Linked DNA regions of Mus musculus: region 1 is linked to region 2. A link is a contact called in public Hi-C data. All regions are on one chromosome and are shown on one strand. Each heading gives the region's core, a stretch centred on a gene start, on an enhancer-like site or on the middle of the called end of the contact. The rest is flanking DNA. Distances are from core to core; before and after follow the strand shown.

Evidence for each region. A called contact is a pair of places that touch in the nucleus more often than the background predicts.
Region 1: a Hi-C map of bone marrow-derived macrophages shows a contact between it and region 2, with 1.7 times the contacts expected there. The contact joins the enhancer-like site here to the promoter of Fbxl4 in region 2. A contact is called at or near these places in 1 of 39 promoter capture datasets (the C10 cell line), 8 of 484 Hi-C or Micro-C datasets (B cells, bone marrow-derived macrophages, centroblasts and 4 more), 3 of 115 datasets of contacts at active chromatin or transcription factors (bone marrow-derived macrophages, embryonic stem cells and memory CD8 T cells) and 3 of 9 other capture datasets (adipose tissue, embryonic stem cells and liver).

Annotation. Positions count from the first base shown.
Region 1 is chr4:22,391,628-22,396,360 of GRCm38.p6, reverse strand. The region is part of intron 5 of Fbxl4 (F-box and leucine-rich repeat protein 4); the gene reads right to left. Among named protein-coding and RNA genes, the nearest start is that of Gm24607, 2.6 kb to the left of the region's middle. Within about 2 kb of position 3,035, at least 30 of the 459 cell types and tissues checked have an H3K27ac peak or open chromatin away from gene starts, as enhancers often do. A contact at or near this core is called in bone marrow-derived macrophages and macrophages, where this site is marked.
Region 2 is chr4:22,354,858-22,359,322 of GRCm38.p6, reverse strand. It overlaps Fbxl4 (F-box and leucine-rich repeat protein 4), which reads right to left and starts at 1,780. Exons shown (of 9, transcript NM_172988.4): 1 at 1,642-1,780.

The sequences.
Region 1 (4,733 bases), core at 1,786-4,285, 36 kb before region 2:
AGATTACATTAGCCTCTGGCAGTTGTGTGGAGAATTATCTAGATTAGGTCAGTAGAGGTAGAAAGACTCAACGTTCACTGATGATACCACTGTTCTATGGGCTGGGGTCCTGGTCTGAACACAAAAGAGAAAGTTCACTGCAAACCAGCAATCTCTCCTGGGCTACCTGACTGCAGCAACAATGTCACCACCTGCTTCATGCCCTGTTGCCATGCCTTCCTTGCCATGACACACTGTCCCCTGGAACTATGAGGCAAAAACAAACTCTTCCTTGTGGAAGTGGCTTTTAGCAGGGTATTCTGCCATAGCAGCAAAAACGGTAAGAAATGCATGTGGTGTTTAATCACCTTTTTATTGAAGATAGACTTTTTCATATAATATATTCTGATCTATTTCCCCTCCCTCAACTCCTCCCAGAGCCTCCACTCTCCACCCACCCAAATCCAGACCTTTACTTTCTCATAAAAAAACAAACAGGAAAAAAAAAAAGTCAAACAAAGAGCCTAAGATGCATATATAGCCACAGACACACTTTCATTCACACACAAATCCCATAAAAGCACAAAATTAGAAACCATGATATCTAAACAAAAGACCTGTAAGGTTAAAAACAATAGTCTTGAGTTCATTTTTGTGTTGGTCATCTACTGCTGGATGTGGAGCCCGTCCCTAGGTGTGGTCTTTATACCCAGGGAAACTCCAGTGAGAAAACTAGCTTCTCCTTTGCCAGCAGCTGTCATCTGGAGATAGCTTCTGGGCTAGGCATGGCAGCTGTGTTCACTTCCCTTCTTAGTGCCGGAGCCCTATCTATGCAGACCCATTCTAAAAGTAAGCTTTAGTGAGTAAAGGTATGTTTCTGTGCATGGGATCAAACTATTTCCCCCAAACTGGACAAATTAACACTGCTACTTCATTTTGAGTATACAAGCTGTTATGGTGAGTCATTCATTTATAAGTTAGCAATCTAAAAATGAATGCTGGCTTTCAATGGATCAAAAATCCTATTTATTGATTTAATAATTTTAAAATGTTTTACAGATTAGAAAAGTGACTTCACAGAAATAAATGAAGTCTTAGAACTAGAAGCTTTGGTCTTACTTCCTTGAGATCTTTGCTAAGGGGCAAAGCACTTTTATCTAGATTTCCTTTTCATATATGAGTTAAAATAACTGGGCATTTTTCTTTCTTTGCTGCCATCATAAAAAAACTTTTTCCTCCAAAGAATTTATAGAGGAGTGTCAAACTAGTCACCCGAAACCTCGTCACTAACAAACAGGAAGACTTCGAGTGACCTGATGATAGTCAGAAAGCACAACAAAGACATGACCCCTTACACTGCCACTTTGCTTTTGATTTTCTTCCCTCCAAGGCTCAGATATGCATATTTTCACTCTGAGCAGGCTACCTAATCAATATGTTCACATTCTCTCTTCCCAACTTTACATAATATATTGATTTCATAAAGGCAGTAGCAACAGCCTCAACTGACCATACATGAATCATTTCTTAATGCGCCTCATGGAAGTTTTATTTCATGCAGTTACATGGCTATTTTTCATTGATCAACTAGTTACTCATTTCAATCATGAGATGGGTCACTTGGAAGGAGAATAACTTATCCAGCCTGCTTGTTCTACATCGTGAATCCTTATCTACTGTTACTTGATATTGAGGGGTTTACTTACTTCCTTTTTAGAACTTCATTTTAATTTTTTCCCTTTATTAAAAATAGATTATTTTCTCATATAATATATCCTGATGACATTTTACCCTCTCTACTCCTCCAAGTCTTTCCCCAGCTTCCCTCCCAACCTCATCTACTCTCTTTCTGTCTCTCATTAGAAAAGAACCAATTTCTAAGAGGTAACAACAAAACATAACAAAAGAGTATATAATAAGATAAAACAAAAACAAAAGCCATCATATGAAAGGTAGGACAAGGCAAATCCAATAAAAGGATAAGAGTGCAAGAGAAGATACAAGAATCAAAGACACACTCATTCACAAACTCAGGAATGCCATAAAAACAGAAACAGAAGCGAAAAATATGCGCAGAGAACCAGTGAAGAACCCTGAAGGCCCTGTCCATTCCCGACAGTGCTTACACTCCTTTTCTATGGGGTTCCCTAAATTCTGAGGTGCTGGGAGCTGAAGGAGACATCCCATCATTCCTTCCAAGGTCTCTCTAAGAGTTTTATGAGCCTACATTCAGATAAAGACGCCTGAGCTAGGTCTGCTGCTATTAGATGCGCTGGCGGTGCTGTTGTGGAAGGCTGTATAACCTTTAGAGCATGGAACTTCACTGGAGGTCGTGAACCACTGGCGTTGTGCTGCAGAGCAAGGGGATAGAGCTTTCTGTCTCTAGTTTGTACTCTCTCTACTTCCTCGGTGTGGATATACAGCCAGCCTCTGCCCCTGCTACCATGCCTTCCCCATCTACTGCCACAGACAGACTGTGCCCCTCTGAAAATGTAAAACAAAATAAGCCCCTTCCCTCAAAAGGGCCTTTTATCTTAGCAACAAGAAATCAAACAAGGCAATAAATGACAAGGTCCTCGAATCTAAAAAGCACCCCAAATGCTTCCTGACAAAATGAGTCTGAGGGGTAAAATCCTGCATAGAGGGAGGAGCATCAGAGAGACGCAGCACCCACTGAAAGAAAGACAGCACTGCTAAAATGGAGCTAGGCTTTTAAACAGCATAATATGATACAATTTAAAACACAGACAGGCAGGGAGGCGAGTGAATGCACAAGACCTAAGAGACAGGGATGTGTAAGCAAAGGAGAATTAGAGAGAATTGATTTTAACAAGTGGTGGTACACATGGGCAGTACTCATAAATTTGACACTAGAAGTAGGTTTTAATAACTGATTAAATTCTTTCTTTATTTCAATTTAAGCAGCTTTTCTGTTCTCATGACCAAAGTCCCTAGAAGGCTGTTTAAAACGCACCGAGCTCTCACTTCCCCAGATGAGGTTTCAGGCCACAGGAGCAGCACAGCTTCTTCCCAGCCTCCCCCGCACAGCTCACCAGCGGCCGCTACTGTCATGTGCTCTGCTGCTTTGAAATAGTATATAAAGAAATCCTCAGACTAATGTGTATAAATAGACCACCACTTCTTCATAGATGATTCATTAATAATCAAGTCATGCATATTTATTGTTTATTTTGAGAAGGCTGCCTCCGAGTCATAATGACTGTCACTTCAGTCAAGTCAAAGAACCCAAAGCAATCAGCAGACAAAGTTCCAGCATGCCCTTAAGAACCCTTTCTCTTTGTGTTTAAACACACTTCTAAATGTGAACAGTGGCTGCGGCTGAAAGGGATGCTAGCAAAAAATGTGTGGTTTGACGGGCTAAACCACCACAGTACAATCTGGGTAACGACAACGGATAAGTCTGTCATCGCAGATGGCGGCAGAGCAAGGAATCCAGGTGAACTAGAAGCCAGAAGCAGAGCTGCTAGGGACAAAGCTGGAGCTCTGACTGACACACAAGACCTTACCCACTGCCAGTCCCACTGAACAGGACTGCTGGGATTTCTCCTCACAACCGCCTCTTCTCTTTCCTAGTCAAGCTACAGAGTTTTGAAGAACTTGTTTAATAGAACCGTTACAGTACACTCACTGCTGTTATGGTCACAGACATCACTGTGCCAAAGTCAGACCTCACCACCATTGTCTCACAAGCTGCCACCTGTCACTTTTTATGAAAGTAAGCAACGTGTTTATCTTCATGTTTTTCTTCTCCATAGAACAAAGGGTTAACTTAGACATCACAAATAACCTTCTACATGGTTGACAACTTCTGCTACCATGCCTTGATTCATAGGGTGAAAACAGGCCCCACTTAATGTTGTTTTTCTTACACGTATTTACACGTATGTGGGTGCATACACACCCTGGCACCCGTGAAGATCAGAGGACAAGTTGACAACTTCTCTCTTGTGGATCCCAGGGATCTGCGAGAGTTGTCAGCTTAGGCAGCGAGTGCCTTTATCCTCTAAGCCATCTTGCCAAACCCTAAATTCCTAATTTTAAAAACAGAAAATTAATTTCTCTAGTGCAAATCAGTGACACAAGAACTAGACCTTTATAACATAAAGCAACGTTTACTGACACCACTTGTCTGTCTCATACTGTCTCCCTTAGTTTATGGTCAACAATACATGCTCAAAACAGCCATGGGCAGTTTCAGTTCTTACTGGTCTTAGTAGTGAGAACAATTTGCAGGTGGAATGTTTTTGAAGTAGAGAGAACTAGCATTGGACTAAGGCCTCACTAGAATTTAAGCATCCCAATACAAAAACCTAGGCTGCCAAGTAATTGGAAAGGTGCTGGAGGGTCTCAGAGGTGACCTCAGAAGCAAAGCCTATCTCGCTTTCTCTCTTCCCTCTTTCTCACATGGACTGAGTCACAGGAAGCAGTATTCCTCTTGCCCAACACAATTTAACCCACAAAGCCTAATCCTACTATGCTACCTTTTCCTTGCCTATGCTGCCCTCCTGCCATAGAAAGTTCTGTAGCTGGCCCTTGCAACACATCCCTGCAATCCCAGCTGTTTAGGAATCTGAAGCAGAAAATCCCAAGACAGAATTCTACTTGGGCTACAAAACAATTTCAGGGCCACCAGGGTTACTTAGCAAGATCTTTTGCAAACAATAGTAATAAAAAGAGCTGGGATTGTACAGATCCATGCAAGATAAAGGAGCATTTATTCATTTAAAATAACA
Region 2 (4,465 bases), core at 531-3,030:
AGTTTCTATGTGGAACAACTCGACAGGGTAAACGGGGTGAGCAAAAAGACAGCTTATTTAAGAATTTGGCCATTAATTCACCTGACCAAAGGAAAGGCAAATTTACAAATTTCAAAAACTGGCAAGGCATTTTAGAGGGAGGGGCGAGACACAAGGGAATTCAACTCAGTGCAGTTCTTCATACCTTTAGCCCCATCTCTCAGGGGCCAGGGCCAACAAGACCTCTAAGAGAGCCCAGCCAAGGCTACATTGAGAGCTCTACCTCAACACTCAAACACAAAAGGAATCCAACCTGCCCTCAACTAAATGTTCATTACAAAAATATCCACTGATGTTCATGATATGTCAGACAAGGTTTGAATCGCCACACACTGTAAAGCTGGAGAAACAAGAGCAGCATGGCATTACCACAGGAAGTAGGTCACTGCTAGCAGTTCAGAAGGTCTCAAGAATACACGGGCGCCAAGTGTTCACCATATACCAGCACTTGACAGGAAGAAAAAGAACAGAACTCGACAAATTGGGATGAAGTCATTGGCCAGTAATAACCAAGAAGGCACAGCATTATTTATCTCACACCAAAGTTGAGTAAGACAACAAACCATGGGGCACGTGCACGGAGGGGGGTGGGGGTTAGTCACAATCCATATTATGAAAGACCCAAGAGGACTCCAAACTTAGAACAGCGAAGACGGCAAATAGTAACGCTTCCAAGCTGAGAAGACTGGGCAGTGGCTTGGTAAAGATTCGACGACCATATTTGAAAGCAAAACATCAGCTGTAAACAACACTGTAAGACAGCAGCAACAGGACCACAAACAACCAGGTCTTAGGCCCTGACCTCTCTGACTTTGAAAACAAAGACGGAATAGGGTTCAAAAGAGCCAAAACGTGGGACAGGAATTTTTCAAATTGGTACGCAAGTCTGGAAATAATGGAATTCAATGACTACTCAAGACTGTCTAATTCTTAGCGCCACTAGATGAGACTTCACTTCCACCCAAGACTTACTCCAAGACAGAGGAGTGCGAGGGACCCTGTACTCATTAATCGTGTAGGACGAGAGAGTGGGCAAGATAAGCAGTGTGCCTGCCTTAGGATCTCCTCAGAGTGTGCGCAGGAAGCAGAGGGAGCAGGTGGCTCCCAACAGAGCAGACCAGTGGGCCACAGCCAGCTAACTTCCTGACCCTTTGTGGATTACAAGTAGAACTGACTGCTGACAGCTCTGGGACTAAGAGCACTTGGGAAGCCGATGAAATGCAGAACCAACCCCATCGCCAAACATAGTTGACAAGTGGCTGGGCCCACCCCAGACGATGGAAAGAAGGCTGCAGCCTGGCATCTCCTGGCTCGAGCCTGCCTGGACAGAAACCTTCCCGCGTGAGAGGGAAGTCAGGGCTGCGCAGCCTGCAGGCCCAGCGTCCGCAGCTCGCCGTGAGCGTGCCAGGCCCAAGAGAGCCGCGACAGGAGGCGGCGGCACCCACGTCCGGTCTCCGCCAGCACAGCGGCGCAGCACCATAGGCACGCGTGGGCCCAGAGCCTCCGCCCCGCGCTCCCCAGAGTGGCGCGCGCCCGGCCCCGCCCACGCCGAGGGGGGAACGTCGAGACCTTGAAGAGGGAGGAAGGAAGAAAGCGCCGTACCCTGCAGGGTCCGGAACTGGGCGAACAGAGCTTCGCCGCAAGCCCGCAGCGTGGGCAGCAGGAGACGGCTCCCAGTATCCCGTGCTGCTGCCGCGGCGGCGGGCCCGGCCCAGCGCGACCCGGAAGGAAGACCGAGGCCGGGAGGCGGGGCGGGGCCGGAGGCGGGGCGGGGCCTGGCGAAGGGCGGGGCCAGGGTCGGGCTGGCTGCTGCCGGATTGCCCTGGTTGTTTGAGCTGATTAGCCAGGCCAGTGGTGCTTTAGAAATGGCCTGTTTGCTCGGGGACTGGCAGCGGGTTGCAGAACCTTTACGCTACTCATCCTGCCAAAGATAGCCCTCCAGAAGTAATGTAGTTCTGCTGGAGCTTCTTCGGACTTGGTGACTCAACCCAAGTATTATGCAAAAAAGCACTTCAGCACAGGAGCACTAGAAAGAGAACTTCTAGAGCAGTAAAAGTTCTCAGCAGGCACAATCCACCAATTAATATACAAATTCTTCAGCCCTCAGAAACAAACCTTCCCTGCAGGCGCATATTCACCTGACCACCTGTGATGAAGATGCTGTCACGGGTCTCCCTTAAGTCTCCATTTCTTTTCAAATGAACCTTTCTTCAGTTGTCGTTACATCTGTCTTTCCACAAGGTTTCCATTAATAAAAAAAAACTTTAAGATTTATTTTAATTTTTTATTAATCTGTGTGTGTGTGTGTGTGTGTGTGTGTGTGCTGTTCATGCGCACACATGTGTTCAGGTGCCATTGAAGGCAGAAGAGATCAGATATCCTGGAGCTGAAATTACAGGCATTTGTGAGCTGTCAGAAGTGGATTCTGGGAACCAAACAGGGTCTCTGAAAGAGCTGTCTCTCCAGCCCTATTTATGGGAAACTCAATAATATGCTGAACCACTCATGATTTCCAATTTTCTCTTGAAGAAGCAAAATAGAAAGAATACTTGTTAATTTTATGTTACTTTCTTTTCCATCGCTGTAACAAAACATCACAGCCAAAACAATGAGACTTGGGATTCCAGATGGTTAAGAATCACTTACATACCCGGAGCACTGCAGCAAGCACCAGGTATGGTGGCACAAACAACTAAGAGCTCACATCTCCAACTGCAAACAACGAAGTACAAAGAACCAACTCGAAACAGGTAAGTCTTTGATCTGTCAAAGCCAGGCCCAATGACTGACTTCCATCAGCAAAGCCATACCTCCTCCACCTCCCCAAACAGACCAACTAGGAACCACATATTGAAAGGCCCCAGCATATAAAAGTATCTCATCCAGACCACCACATGAAGTGAAACAATTATGCTATGCTGTGTAATCTACACAAAAGTGAAATTTTAATCAAAAACTTCAAACTCAATTTCCATCTTCCATTCTTAACTGTGACACTATCTGGTGAGCTAGGTTCTAAAAGGAGAGGGTTAGAACTGGGTGTGGTGGAGCATGTCTTTAATCCCAGCCATTGGGGGGCAGAGGCAGGCAGATGTCAGTGAGTTCAAGGCCAGCAGGAAGAGCATTCCATCTCTTTAACACCAAGGGCAGCTGTGAGGTCAGCTTGTCTGTCATCTCAATCTGTTCATCACAGAGTTTTTGTAAATCTGAATATTTATTCTAAAATAAAATCTGTGTTTAAATCATGCTAATTTATTAAAAATAAAAAACCTGACCCTTTTATATTTTCTGATAAGACTTCAGTTAATGCGTATAAAGAACTCAAACTCCATTTAAACTACAGAAGTTACTCATTCTAAAATGAAGTGTGTGTTTTTAAGCAAAGACCTTCATTTAGTCTTTTATTCACTCTCCACACTTCTTTCTTCACTATATTTATTTTTTTTAATTTAATTTTTTTTTTTTTACTTATTCACTTTACATCCTGCTGATTGCCCCACTCTTGGTTATCCCCTCCCACAATCCTTCTCCCATCCCTTCCTCCCCTTCTCCTCTGAGAGGGTAGAGGCCCTCTAGGTATTTCCCAACCCTGGCACTTCTGCGAGGCTAATCACTCCCTCTCCAATTGAAGCCAGATAAGGCAGCCCAGCTAGAAAATATCCCACAGACGGGCAATAGCTTTGGGGATAGCATCCGCTCTAGTTGGTTAGGACACACATGAAGACAAGCTGTAAATCTGCTACATGTGTGTGGGAAGGCCTAGGTCCAGCCTGTGTATCTTCTTTGGTTGGTAGTTCAGACTCTGAGAACCTCAAGTGTCCTGGTTAGTTGACTCTGTTGGTCTTCCTGTGGAGTTCCTATCCCCTTCAGGGCTGCAATCCTTCCTCCCTTTCTTCCATAAGAGTCTCCAAGCTCCATCCACTGTTTGGCTGTGGGTGTCTGCATCTGTCTGAGTCAGCTGCTGGGTGGAGACTCTCAGAGGACAACATGCTCCTGTCTACAAGCATAACAGAATATCATTAAGTATCAACGGTTGGTGCTCACCCATGGGATGGGCCCCAAGTTGAAGTATGGTTTCTAACTGAAACGTAAAGCATATTCAGAAAAGGACACAAAAGCTGGATGTAGTGGATGTCCATCGGTAATCCGAGCACTTGGGAGACAGGTAGAAGGACCAGGAATTCGAGGAAAGTCTCAGTTACACAGCAAAGTCAGTGCCTTCCTGCAATAAATGAGTTAGACTTTGTCTTCAAAAAGGAAAAATATAGAGAGGAACGGGAAAGGGAAAAAAGAAACTGACACAAAAATAACTGTACAGTTGGATAAAAATAGGTACACACTCACACAATCAGTCCTCAGATAAAAACTGGATAATTACTGGTGAGAAGTCCCCATATGTCCTTCTGATCTTTTCCCATTGCCCTGT